Linked DNA regions of Mus musculus: region 2 is linked to region 1. Evidence: chromatin contacts called from public HiChIP or PLAC-seq data. All regions are on one chromosome and are shown on one strand. Each heading gives the region's core, a stretch centred on a gene start, on an enhancer-like site or on the middle of the called end of the contact. The rest is flanking DNA. Distances are from core to core; before and after follow the strand shown. Region 1 overlaps Pde7b (phosphodiesterase 7B). Region 2 has its middle 23 kb from the start of Ahi1.

Region 1 (7,264 bases), core at 2,286-4,785:
ATGTAGCCATTCCACAGTCTATAGTCTATTCAAATCATCTTGTAGCACATGAACATACATCATGCCCATCATCACTATCATCGTCATCATCATCATCAATAATAACAACAGCAACAGTAGAGTATAGTATTCCTGGAATAAGGATCTCAAACTCTTCCTCATAAGAGATCATACAGATCAGAAGTACGCGGGACAAAAGTCTTTGTTAGAAGCCAGTTTTTCTTGTTCCCATGTTCACAAGTAGAAGAGAAACATCTGTATGAGTTTCTAGAATTTTCTCTTGGGAAGTATCAGGAAATGGGGTCTCTAGCACTGTTGTGTGGGACCAGGGGAACATGGATCTTTAAAGAAGAGTTCTCTTTACACCTAAGCACGCAGAAGAGAGCAGAGGGAGAGAAAAGAGAGGCAATTATTTTTATGCCCAGGGAAGAGCTAAAACAGAGACCCAACCGTAGGAAGGCAGGAGCAGAAGAAATGTAACAGCTCTATTATCCAAAGCCGACGTCCTGTGGATGGATTTCATTTACTAGCTCTCTTGAAGGAAAAACAGGAGAGACAGTGTTGAGGAAAATGTGTGTTCAAAGACACCAACCGAGAGGGGACAGTGGCCGAGGAATCCCAATCTTGGAAGAGGAGGCAGCTCCTGGCTCCTGCCTGCAGCAACCCTTCCACAGCTCGGTCTCCTGATTTAATATAATCAGTACCCTGAGCGGATAATGACTAGGTTGAGATGTTCCCCTGGTAACCATCTCAGAACAACACAATGTGATTTCCACACCCGCTCAGCAGAGAAAGTGGCAGGCAAACAAAGCTTTCCCAGGGACTGGGAAACATTTAGGGAACTCAGAGCTTCTGCTTCTGCAAGAGCGTTCAGAGCGCAGGTTTAGCCACCAGACAGCCTGGTGCTCCACACCAGCCCAGGCTCAGCAGCAGTAGATTAATTGGTTGTTTGGCTTTTCCCACCCATTAATTTGCTAATCTTGATCTTAAGTTCTCTTCCTCTGGATTTGCTTCTCCAGGCTGGCCCATTTTAGCTGGACAGTCATGAAGTCATTTTAGTAGACTTACAAAAGTAGATGCTTTATTTTTTCCAAAGGAAAGTCAAAATATACATATGCATATATTAACTATGTTATTTTAAATGTACCCAGATATTCAGATTTTTTTTAACCTGCTGCCTAACACCCTGTAGCCACTCTTTCATTCACTGAAAGACTGTTAGGTAAATCAAAGGCCACCAACCATGTTAGAAACTATCTGGTCTTAAGTGGTATCCCCACCATCCCTTGTAAAGACAGAAAGGCAGTTTGTGCAAAGCCCTTCCTTTGTCTAAGAAAGAATTCCCAGCAGATGTTCACAGCGTTGCAATAATCTTGTACCCCTTAATGCCACCTTTACACATGCAAAGTCCACCAAACTAAAATGTCACTCTGAAAGCAGTCTCACTCCGTTCCAGCTCGCTACTCCCCCAGCAGAGAAGGGAGGCCTGAGCTGGGGCTCCCTGAGGCTTCTCACTCTTGGGAGCGCCAAGCTAACACCCCACAATTTCAAAGGTCAATATTGACCTTTCTCCAGAAGAAAGGCAGGGCTTCGGTTGTGGTTGTGGCACTTCCTGGCTCGGCTGGCCGGTGCTCCAGGATGGGCACCCGGGGCTTCTGGCCACACACTCTCCAGCTCTTCAGCTGCAGAAGTGCCAGACCAGGAGAAGGGTTAGCCACCAAATTGCCACTTCGTGGTGGAAACCAGAGCTGACGGGGCCCCAAGTGTCTCATTCCTTCCCCATCACAGTTCCATGAATGGACATTGGTGGGACACTTCCTATGGTAGGCAGCAAGCCAGGGTGCCAAGATGAATGAGATATAAGCACTACCCTTGAGCAATTTGTGGAGACATGTACAAATAGATGTTGGCATTTATGATACCCATGTAATATGTGTGCATGTAATAATAAGTAGATATAATATAAGGCACATATGTATTGTATATGATTCTGAAGTGTTACAGACTAAAGTGAAGAACTCTTGTCTTGGGACATCAAGAAGAGCTGAGGACTAACCAGAGAGCAGGAACTGAAGAGACAGAGAAGTAAAGAGGATATGTGTGCTGAGGGCTAACTTTTATTGCTGTTGTAAAATATGCCTCAAGCCATAACGCCAGGAAGGAGTTACCACAGCTGAACTTGACTAAATGAAAGTGTTGTCGGAAGCCCTTATTCAAGTAAAATCAGAGCGGAGACGTCAGGAAAAGTCATTCCAGATACCTAGCTGTCAGAGAAAAGCCATCTTCAAAATGCTGTAACCGCTCTTTCTTAAGAAGGCTTTCACCTTTTTAAGCTAGGACTGGAGGCACCATTGCCTCTTGTTAGCCCAGCCAACATCACTAAATGAGTTCACTTTCTTATCTGAATGAAAGAAAATAGAAAATTGGATCTGAGAGACCAATATTACCTCATAGTTATCATTCATCCATTCATTTAACACTCAGAGCACCCACTCTATGCTGAGAAGGGTGAGTGTGTGGCCACAGCAACAACCATAGAGGTAACCTTTATATAATAGGTTCTCCAGAAAGCTGGAGAGAAACCTGAGCCATAACGTTTATGTTCAAAGAGCTAATCATCTTGTCACAGGGCACATACACAGTCCATGAAGGGGTGTACAAGTAAATAAGTAACCTAATAACCTTCTCCTAAAATAATTAGAATAAAAAGAAAGTGTCCTGAGCAAGAGAGGGAAACAACGTGGACTCGTGCTGAGCTCTGGAACATACAGTCGAGGGTTAACTGATTAAGAAATGACCAAAATAAGATTGATTTGACACACAGACACAAAGGTCACTAAGATAGAGCAGAGCCTAAAAATTAGCAAAGAAAACATATTGACCAGAGAGAAAGTGGGCGCCTTGGAACATCAAGAAAAAGAGTTTGAACTTGATTCATTAATCCAAGAGGATTGCTAGAGAATCTCAAGAAAAAGGCTGTGCATGATCACAACAGAGTCTCTGAAAATGACTGACATCTATGTGTAGGAGAAACAGTTCGTGAAGAGAGGAACCAAAGCAGGTGGCAGAGTGTGACGCAGAAGAACTCAGAGCACAAATGGGAGGTGGCGTGTAGAAGCAGAAATACAACCTGAGGATAGTGAATAGTGGTCTCACCATCTTGAAATACTCGAGATGAGAACATCATTAAGAAACTCTGGGGACAGATAATGAGCTCAGGTGGAACCAATTGAATTTGAAAAAAGGAGTCTCTGGAAGAGTGTTGGACATAAGGAACTGCCATACAGGTGAGAAGCCTCTTTAAGAGCTTCCTTCAATACCTTCAAACCAAAGCTGCCAACTTGGTATTAAAACATATAACTAACAGTGAAAGTATTTAATTTATAGCATTTCCATAGTGTCAATATGGAAATTGTCTCAATAGTCTGCTGCCCTGGCAGGAGGTCCCGTGTGACAAACTGGTCATCTCATCCACTGCCCTTGCATCCTTTGGTAAGGAAGAGGAAGGTGAGGTGGTGATGACTAAGGACGCTCGTGAGCTGATTCCAGAGAAGGAAATGGAATCACTACTGTGGCAAACTAGAGCCAGGTCTGTGTCTCCCACCAGTTGCTTTCATTTTCTCTGGAGAGAGCTGGTTATTTCCTGTGGTGAGGGCTGACAGAAGCAGGTTCACAAATGTTTATAGTCTATTAAACAAAAAGAAGCTGAATACAAAATTACATATTTGAAAAGATCTCACATGTTTATAAAAACATGCCAACGTTCGCACACGGCTCACTGCCTGATGACTTTCGCTTTCTCCTCCCCGTTTTCCCTGCCAGCATGTGTATTCCTCTCATCATAAGAGAAAGTTGACGCTGAGTTTTATATAAAGTGAGAAGCTTTATCATAAAACACTATGATATGATCATACACAAAGTTTGAAACTTAAGAAATAGAGATGACGGTAAAGAACAAATATGATTTTTTTTAAAAGCCTTGGTTAATACTGAAATTCATAAGACAATTTGATTAAACTTTCCTAAATTCTCAGCTTTGAATTTGAGTAAATCCATAACCTCTTATGGCACACACATAAGCAAGATGACTCTAACTTAGGGAAAAATAGAACAAATATTCTTATTTAACTAAATGGTTTTCCAAATAATTTTTAGGAACATCTGATTTGGAATGGGGCCTGAATTCTCTGCAGAGTTAGCATAACTATAAATTATTTTTATCAGATTACTCACATATAAAACAATGTATTCGCTCTTCTGTGATTTTATCTTTTAAAAAGTTACCTCTTAGAGCCATTTTCACTTCATGATAATAAAATCATGAAAAATTTCCTGTCTTAAATGGCAGGGTAAAATTTGAAAATTAGAATGTAGAATCAAATTTCTTAAATATTCCTATTTTTTTCCATTTATTGAAAACAGCCTTTTTCTCGAATAGTGTATCTGATTGTGATTTCTCCTTCCAGTTCTGCCCCGCCTCTTCTCCCATCTGGAGCCACCCCCTTTCTGTGTCTCATTGGAAGACAGAAATGAAATTTTAAAACGATAAAACAAAACTAACACATCAGAATAGAACAACAACAAAAAAAATGAAACCGAAGGAAAGGAGACGAAGAATAGGCTCAAGAAGCAGATATAGACAGAGGTTCAGTAGTTGGCGCACTCAGGAATCACATAAAAACACTAAAGTGGAAGCCATACTTTATACAAAGGAACTGTAGAGTAAACGAGAAAAAATGTGTGTGTGTGTGTGTGTGTGTGTGTGTGTGTGTGTCAAGATAAGATTTAAAAAGAAAGAAAGAAAAAGCCCTAACAAAATTTTATGAGACAAGGGACCTCCAAAGATGCCATTGAGTTCCTTTTCTGTTGACCATCTACCGCTGGGCACGCAGCCTACACTTAAGAGTCGTTATTTCCCTGGTGAGGCTCCCTTGGAGGAAACTAAAGGTGGGTATCAGTTGGAGAGAACTGCTGTGTTAGGGGTAAGTGCTGTGTTCACTTCTTGCAGCTCCAGAACCCCAGCTGGCGCAGACTCTGTCCGTTCATGGGTGTGTGGATTTTGTTGCTTTTAGAAGCCTCGTTTTCTGGGTGTCCTCCACCTCTGCCACCCCTGACTCCTACACTCTTTCTACCTCTTCAGCAGAGCTCCCTGAGTCCCGAGAGGGGGAGTTGGTTGGGGACATCCCTTTTAGAGCTGAATGTTCCAAGGTCTCTCATTCTCTGCATGATGTCTGACTGATCCCATCTGCTGCTGGGAGAAGCTTTGCTGATGATGGCTGAATAGGGCAACTGATCAATGACTATAGGAGAATATCATTAGGAGTCATTTTATGGTTACTTCAAAACAATAGTATTTGGTCTTACCCTAGATCTCTGGACTGTCTAGTCTCGGGTTTTTGGTCACCCAGTAGTGTCAGGTATGGATTCCATCCCCTAGATTAGACATTCAGTCAAATCAGACATTGGTTGTCACTCCCACAAGCTTTGTGCCACCATTGCCCTAGCATAACCTACAGGCAGGACATCATTGTATATCAAGGAGTTTGTGGCTGGGTTGTTGTTTGTTTCCCCTTTGGTAGCATACAGAACAACTTCCTGTACCACAGGTACTTGCACAGAAGGCTCTAGGAAGGCATCAGCTCTACTTCTCTATAGTCAATGAGTTGTGTAGCTGTTGTCTTCAGCCATGGGGCCTTACCATCAGTGTATGGAAAGCAACCTAGTATTGGCAACAGCCTAGGTTGCTTGTTGGTTCCCATGGGATCCCTTTGGGCACAAACTCAATAAGATGTAACCCAATCCCAGTACTGGAAGCTTTATTAGGTGACAAGAGATATCTGGTTGAGGTTCTGTCTCCCTGTTATTTGGCTATTTCAATTAGTTCACCTTCATACATGTATATATTTTTATGAAGCTATTTTACTGGGTTTTCATCCTACCCTCAAATGCCTCTTAATTTTAGTGATCTCTTCCCATATTACCCCCCTCATCCCCCCTTCCTTCCCCCTCCCCACTTGATCCTTCTGTTCTAATAACACCCCCCACCCCAGGCCACAAGCCATCCATAACGTTCTCTTCTATTCCCCTTTCTTACAGAGTTCTATCTGTCCTTTGCCTAGTCCCGTAAGAGTAATCTCTAGACTCTGTGGATCTAGGGATTGTAGCTTAGTTACCATCCACTTAACAGCTGACATACACATATAAGCAAATTCATACCACTTTAGTCTTCCTGGATCTGGATTAACTATCTTAGGATTTTTTTTTCCTAGTTCCATCCATGTATCTGATAACTTCATGATTTTGTATTCTTTACCAGCTGAGTAATATTCAACCATGTAAAGGTACCACTTTTTTAAAATATCCATTCCTCTGTGGAGGGATGAGCAGCAGCAATGGACATGATTGAGCAAGTGTCTCTTTTGGGGATCCAGGAATTGCCTCGCAAACCACACAGACACTGGTCTTAGTCAGACAGGGGTAGTTGATTGAGCATGTGTCCCAGGACTGGTTGACTGGACCATGGTTCAGATTCAGGAACTAAAATAAGCCTAAAATACACAAACACCTGTACCAAGTTACTTCATCAATCAGGATTTAGGGATGGGAGGGGGTTTTGTGGGGGACAGGGTTTCCTTGGGAACACGTCTTTGTTGTACATTTATCCTGCTCCCATTGGTTGGGATATTCAGTTCTGGCAGGGGACTTGCCTTGTCTAATAGTCATGTCCTAACTTGCCTACCAAGACAGGACTTGTCTAACATGGATGTCTTCACTTTCCAACCAGGATGTCAGTTACCCATGAACGTGTCTCTTTCTCCCAAGTAGAATGTCAGTTCACAGGGAAGTCTTGGGAACTTAAACTTTACTAGACCACTTCTCAAAATGAAAGTCCTATTCCAAATTGTCTCTCTTGTGTTGGGGTCCATCCCAGGAGCAGCTTACACCATAAAAGCGTATACATGGGTGCAGGAAGCGTAATTGGGTGGTTGGTGCAGGGCCAAGCTTATTGTGGGTATAAAACAGTTCTAGTAACTTCTATTGTGATTGGTTTCCAGGGCCACAGAACAAAACAGAATATGTAATCAATCTTGGCATTAGAAATTTTCCTAGTAACAGCAGAACAGATGAGAAAGTTTCTTTATATAGGCAGGCTAGCCAAGTAACTGTTACCTAGGCCTTAACAATTCACCTAGGCCTTAACATCTCTGTGGTAAGATGAAGTGTCCTTTAGGTATATGCCCAAGAGTGGTATAGCTGGATGTTG
Region 2 (7,264 bases), core at 3,530-6,029, 460 kb before region 1:
ACTCCAGCTAGCTGTCCTCTGATCTCCACGTACATTCCATTTATGATGGTTTGTATATGCCTGGCCCAGGGAGTGGCACTATTTGGAGTTGTGGCCTTCTTGGTGTGGGTGTGGGCTTGTTAAAGTAAGTGTGCCACTGTGGGCATGGGCATTAAGACCCTACTCCTAGCTGCCTGGAAGTCAATACTCTGCTAGAAGCCTTCAGATGAAGATGTAGAACTCTCAGCTCTTCCCACACCATGCCTGCCTGGATGCTGCCATGTTCCTGCCTTGGTGATAATGGACTGAACCTCTGACCTGTAAGCCAGCCTCAGATGTTGTCCTTATAAGAGTTGCCTTGGTCATGGTGTCTGTTTGCAGCAATAAAACCATAACTAAGACACCATGACATGCTTCTACACATTCACATTCAGACAAACATACTCACAAACAAATATGCCTGAATAAAATAAAATATATTAAATACATATTTTAATTAGCTTTATTTTAATGTTGCTGGTGCTTTGTGGAAAGCTATGTTCCTAAGGAGCATAACTTTTTTTGATCCAAAAGCTTTTTTTTCATATTAATGAAGCTCGTTCTTTTACAATTTACACATGTGTATAATGAACTCTGATCATTCTCTCTTCCTGCTGTCTTAGATCCACCCTCTATCAAGTCTCCTCCTTGCTTCCAGTCTTTCTTCAGTCTGTGACTTTTGGTTTTATTCTGTGACCCCTTTTATATAACCAGTGATCTGTGTGATCATCAGATTGGACTATCCATTGGAGCCTCAGTGGACATGAGAGGAGACCAGTGGTCACACAGTCAAGACAACACCTCACCAGTAACAATTCTGGGCAACACTGCTGTAGCAGTATCTTGGTCATGTGCCTTTTTATATGAATATCTCTTGTCTTGAAAACTTGTCAAGAGAAAAAAACATCTCTCTTTAGTTTTCATTGCCTTGGGCCCAGTAGAAGTGGACATTTATTTAGTACTTATATTTCATTAAAATGTAGCATTCCAATTTAAAGGAATACATTTAAACATTTTTCAGGTTAAATAAGGATAGTTTATGATTAAATCATCTCATTGTTTCTTAATGTGTTTATGATATATCAGATGTCTTTTTACTGCCAGTTTTCATCAAGCTAAGTCATTTGCCATTGATATAAACAAAATTACTCATAAATTCTTTGGAATGGTTTGACTGTCCCTCAAACCATTCCAAATGTGGAAACATTCATTCAGCAAATGTTTACTGAGCATTTATTAACTGCCAGGTGCTACTGCAGCAGCTGAAGATGCGGGGGCGAATAACATAGAAGCAGTGGTTTTTGTTCCTGTGAAGGTAGATTCTAGCACCAATAAATAATAGAGGCAATGCAGAAAATAAGTCAAGAGAGAGATCATGGATGCAGGAGAGTCTGTACTTCAACGTATGGAGTTGGGGAGGCTACATCATTAAGTGAAAGGTTAGCAAAGATGGAAGAGTGGGACGACCATGATCTTGGCCAGCCTAAACCGGGTGGAAAGCGTGGGTTAGCTGGAACACAGTGGCACAGCTCATTCCTTTTAAAGTTATCTGAAACAAAGGCAGGGCTTCCCTGAGCCTCGCCATTCCAGACTTGATAGATGATTATGAGACAAGTAATTCCCAGTAAAAACCATGTGCTTGAATTTGACACCAAAGTTCCTTTCAAAACATTTTAGGATAATTTCAAACCCCTCTCCTCTTGTCACTTAGGTGACTAGTTGAGATATAAATTCTTCTGAGACGTTCTTTTCTCTTTTGTTTTGGGGAGGGGTGGGTGAACCCAGGTTATTGCATGTGCTATGGGATCTGTAAGGAATGAGATGTAAACAACATAAGGAAACTATACCATGGGTGAATGTAACCATGGAAATCAAGCCTAGAGTGTGTGCGTTTGTATGATAAAATTGAAGTAAGGTAAATAAATGCCCAATGAAGTAATGTGTGAACGCCTTAGCTATGATTGGCTAAGTGTAGCTTAAATATCCCAGTCTGGCCACCGCAACTCACTCGCTCCCAAGTCCACCAACCAGGACACCCATCGGTGAACAAGCCCTCATCGTGGACTGAGCTCCAGCTGAACCCGAATGCAGAAGGACACGTCGAGAACCTCACCTGACATGCCACCATCAAGCCAGGCTAACAACATCGGGCCAGACCATCTGAGGCTCCCTCCCGCCTCTGTCCTCAATCCCGATTCGCTGACAGAATCACTCTGCCATTGAGATAATAATGCAGATTTTCCATATGTTCATTTGAGACAGGGTCTCACAGGCATGTGTGAGGTTCGTGCAGTAACTAAAGAAGGCCTTGAAGCTGTGATCCTCCTGCTTCAGCATCCAAAGCAGATTGGATTTCAGGTCTGTTCTACTAGGCAAAGTTTTTTTATCTTGTTTTTATGTTTCTGTGCCACCCTGGCATCTTCTGCCACAGACACCCATCAGCACGCTCCATGTATGTGAGGACTATTGATAGCCTTCCTAGTCATGACCAATGACCAGCTCTTATAGAAAGACAACTCTAGCTTACTCTATTTTGCCATCTAAGACTTTTACACGGGAGTCATATGCTTGGCTGACATTCACAGAACACTTTGCCTAGTAGAACAGGCCTGGAAAAAAAGAAAAGAAAAGAAAAGAAAAGAAAAGAAAAGAAAAGAAAAGAAAAGAAAAGAAAAGAAAAGAAAAGAAAAAAAATATCACCTCACTGTGGAAGCTGCAGTGTGTCTGGTGCATCACACAGGATACCTGTTTGCCCAGACAGCTTTACTTGTGAATCGCAAGGAATCATTGGTGTGGCTCTGGGCCTCTGGCTTCTGCTACAACTATCAACTACTTAAATTGTTGAATTAATCAAACATGGGGCTTCTGGGCTAGTTATTGTCTACCATTCCACTCCCCATGCAAATCCTTTCTCTCTGCTCCAAGAGGCTCTCTGCTCCACTGTGGTCGTCACCTTTCCAGATTTCCTTCCCCTTTGTCTATTGGGTGAGCCAGCTGGGGTCATGGCGCAGCCTGGAAAGGCAGGAGAGAGAGAGAGAGAGTGGTGTTGTGGAATCCATCTTTCCCAACTTGTGCACAGTTCCAGCAACGGCTGTGTTCCTCAACAGCTGGAGCTTATCCTGGGTCATCCTCTCACTGGTGCTCGGCCTTAGCAGCAGTCTCTTCATTTGCTCTTCATGGTCCATGGACTGGTAGTGGAGTCTTTCTCGCCAAGCTCTGTGTTCTGTGATCTTCACCTATCCTGTTGGTAAACCTAAATCTCTCATTAAATTTCAAAGAAATAGGAGGCCCTTTTTTTCTTTCCCTTTCTTCCTTCCTTCCTTTTTCTTTCTTTCTCTCTCTCTCTCTCACTCTCTCTCTCTTTCTTTCTCTCTTCCTCTTTCTTTCTTTCTTTCTTTCTTTCTTTCTTTCTTTCTTTCTTTCCTTCCTTCCTTCCTTCCTTCCTTCCTTTCTTTCTTTCTTTCATTCTTTCTGTTTTTGAGTATGCCATCTTTTAATTCTGACCCAGACAGCTATTTTCAAAAGAGATGAAGCACAGATTATTGGCTTTAATAAAGCCACTTTAAAGCTTTTATACGAAGATACTTACTGAAGCATCACAGTTAACAGCAAGCTGAAAACAACTTATATACAAATGTCACATCAAAATGATAAACCATTTTCATCTCCAAAGTGAGACATAGAAAGAGTAGAAAACATGGGACTAGAAGAAACAATCTCAACATGAGACACACCTTTATTGCAACCATGTAAAATTGCAAGTGTATTTGGATGAGGGTTAGACCAAATATGGAGATAATTGTGTTTGGGTATAGATTGCCTGATTTTTTAAAAAAATTAAAAGTTAATTTAAGTAAAATTTAACTCTTTAAGTGCTTCATTATCATCAGTATTATGATATAAGTATTGCGCTTAATATATATCAAGATAAATGCTCCAAGCAATGGAGAAAAAATAGTAAATATTAATATTCTTCCTCTTACATGCTTAATTATAAACCCAGACATAACTGACCTGGCTTTCAAGTTGAGCTACAAGCTTTGTATTCTGGAAATATTATTTTATGGCTAATCTTTGATAATAATCAAAGCATATGCTCTTAAAGCTAGCTTTAGAATGAACTGTAAGTAAAGGAGAGTGTGTTAGCTTGTATTCAGCTTTATTCGATGCCTTGGCTCTGAGCTTTGCAATGGGCATTCGGTAGCCTCTAGTTTTATGTGCTTGTTTTTCAGAATATCCAAGTTTCATATTTTAGTTAATATGTTCAAAGTCATAAAGTCATGTTAGCGTTCAAGGAGACAAACTAAGAGGAAAAAAATTGTTTAGCAGAGCCTTAGGTTGATTTTAGATTCTAGATTTTAGATTAGTAAAAAGAAAGTTAATGCCTCTGATGACTAAGGAAGTGCTTTTGTGATGTGCACGCTCTTCTGTAGCATTCTGAAAATGGTGTTCCAGAACACACGAACATAGTGACATTCAGTGAAACACAGCGACAGAAATCCAAGCAATGATGCCAACGCTACCACAGCTTAGATATGGTTGCTGGACATTTCCATTCAGTCCACTTTTAGGTTTTCTCCTTGTCCAATAGGAAAGCACTCAGATTCATTTTTTGCAAGAATAGACATTCCTAAGTTGAGATGGGAGTTTGGCTCTTAGGCAGACACTACCACTGAATCCCCATATCACAAAGAAAACCTGTCGGAACTCTATTCCTGAAATGCTTTATTATGGACTGCTAGCAAATTACCCCACAAGAGGTCACCAAAGCTCTAGTCTTTTGTGCGTGCTTTTCTGAATTTTGTCCTTCCTTCCATCCAACTGAGACAGATAATACGTGTCTTGGTTCTTGTTTTCTTTTGGTTTTTGTGAGACAGGGTCTTGTCTTGTAGCCCAAGCTGTCTTCAAATTCAGAGCAGTCCTGATGTTCCCGTTCTTCCAAGTGCTGAGAGTGTAGGCATGAGACTCCATGCCAAACTTTGTTTTCTACCTCAGAGAAGCGATGGAGAATCCTGGTTTATTTTGGACCAAATCAGCTTATAGAAGACTGTAGCTCTCTAGGCCAAGTCTATACCATGGGTTTCAGAGAAGTTCTTATTACAGCGTACTGTTTTTATATTTTATTTTGGGGATTTTAATTACAACATCTCACCTCTCCCTTCCCTCTAAAGCCTCCCATTCCTCTCCCTGCATCCCTTCAATGTCTCTTTGTTCACTAATTGCTATTGCATGCATATAAATACATGTACATATACATATAATCTTAACATCCTTGCCTAGTAAGATTGCAGGTGCATGTCCTGCCAGCAAGTGTCACAGTGACATCTTCCTTATGGTCTCATTTGTGGGGGCAGAGGCTGCAGGTGGAGACTTTTCTGACACCATACCTCCAGTCTCTAAATAAGAATCATTAATTTAAAATACTGTGATGTAAACATATATACAAAGAAAGGTTGTATTGTTGTGAGTTGAGGATTTAAACAACCTTATAATCTGTTTCATAGGAATGGCATTAAAAAATTAAAAATATTTGGGCTGGAAGGATAAAATATCTATAAAAATGTCAACACTGTGAATTCAGAGGCTGTTAAGCAGGATGATTTCTAAGGTTCCTTCTAGCTGGGAGATGCAAGGATTCTATTTAAATTCTCATGGTTTTGAGCTGTAGAACATTCATTTTCATTTCAGTGAGGTCTCTTTAGGTGGGGTCTTTTGTGTTTTGAATAGTTGTCTTATTCAAAACACTACAGTTTGAAATTAAAAGTTGCTCCATTTAAGATTTATTTTCTGGGGCTGGTGAGATGGCTCAGTGGGTAAGAGCACCCAACTACTCTTCCAAAGGTCCGGAGTTCAAATCCCAGCAACCACATGGTGGCTCACAACCATCCGTAATGAGATATGATGCCCTCTTCTTGAGTGTCTGAAGACAGCTACAGTCTACTTACATATAATAAATAATAAATAAATCTTAAAAAAAGATTTATTTTCTGTAGTTACCAAGATTTTGCGTTATGCTTTTAACAATAGTTATCCATTTTTTAAAATCTCTAACATCTTTTTTGATGAACATAAAGTTCAAAAATGCAAGCATAATTATGTCCCCTATTTCTTTCTGGAGAAAGAAATCATTTTAAAAGCCATGATCATAAACTATAATGCCCAAATGAATACTAAAATTCATTTCTATTTGACTTTGGTCATCTCTCAGTGGGAAAAAAAAAAGGAAAGAGGAAATAGGCTAGCCAGGAAAGTGGGGCATGAGGTGCCTCTAGTGCAGTAGTTCTCAACCTATGAGCTGCAACCCCAACAGGGGTTACACATCAGATATCCTGTATATCAGATGTTTGCATTACAATTCATAAGGGCAGTAAAATTACAGTTATGAAGCAACAACGAAAACAACTTTATGGTTGGGGGGGTCACCTCAATATGTGGAACTGTGTTAAAGGGTCGCAGCATTAGGAGAGTTGAGAAACACTGCCAAAGTGGATCAGAAGGTAAATCGCATATCCAGAATTTGAAGGAATCGAAATAAGCCATTTTAATGCCACTATAATCTGCTCTACCATCCTGGGCTAGTTTAGCTGAGGAAGCACACTGGCTATCTTCAGTTTTCTCATACTAAGCCCTGTGTGGGCACATCCAGAGGACATTTCGAGTACCCCTGGGCTACAAATAACACATCATAGGTCATCAGCTTCTAACCAGGTTTAGGAGGGTATGAGGACTGCATTCATGTCTCTCTCACTTACTTTTGGCCGGCACTGAATTCTGTCCTCAAGACTGAGGTTTGTCTTGCTCTTATGCTAAGCTCACTGAACATCTGAGGGAAAGAAGGAGCAAGAATCCAGACAAGCAACGCTGAGGCCTGCTTGTGTTCTCTTGGGGTTTCATAATTCAGACATCTGATTGCATCTTACAGTTGATGGCATTGCACAGACAGTGTCTGAGTGGCAGTCTTAAGTAATTTGATCTGTGTGAGTGCAGACCTGCTCAGAGCTCTTGATACCATCAAAACAACACTTGTTTTATGAATTGTAGTAAATGTTCTCTCTTTTTTTTGCCATCAAAACACATTTAAACATCACAGTATAATTCAACATTAGAATTAAAAGTCATCAGGCTAAAACCAGTGAAGTGGGGAGTATTATTATGTCAGCAAGACAGACACTTATCGTGGGGATGATAACCCACATTTCCTATTTTCTTTCGAATTAGTGAACAGTTTTATGAATCCTTGGAAAAT

Evidence for each region. HiChIP or PLAC-seq counts read pairs in DNA pulled down with a chosen protein or histone mark.
Region 2: a RAD21 HiChIP or PLAC-seq map of pro-B cells shows a contact between it and region 1, with 10 times the contacts expected there. The contact joins two enhancer-like sites. A contact is called at or near these places in 1 of 15 datasets of contacts at CTCF or cohesin (pro-B cells), 3 of 484 Hi-C or Micro-C datasets (bone marrow-derived macrophages, cortical neurons and nephron progenitors) and 3 of 115 datasets of contacts at active chromatin or transcription factors (VIP interneurons, bone marrow-derived macrophages and heart atrium).

Annotation. Positions count from the first base shown.
Region 1 is chr10:20,468,557-20,475,820 of GRCm38.p6, reverse strand. All of the region lies in intron 2 of Pde7b (phosphodiesterase 7B), which reads left to right. Among named protein-coding and RNA genes, the nearest start is that of Pde7b, 76 kb to the left of the region's middle. Within about 2 kb of position 3,535, at least 17 of the 459 cell types and tissues checked have an H3K27ac peak or open chromatin away from gene starts, as enhancers often do. A contact at or near this core is called in pro-B cells, where this site is marked.
Region 2 is chr10:20,925,631-20,932,894 of GRCm38.p6, reverse strand. No RefSeq gene overlaps it. Among named protein-coding and RNA genes, the nearest start is that of Ahi1, 23 kb to the left of the region's middle. Within about 2 kb of position 4,779, at least 3 of the 459 cell types and tissues checked have an H3K27ac peak or open chromatin away from gene starts, as enhancers often do. A contact at or near this core is called in pro-B cells, where this site is marked.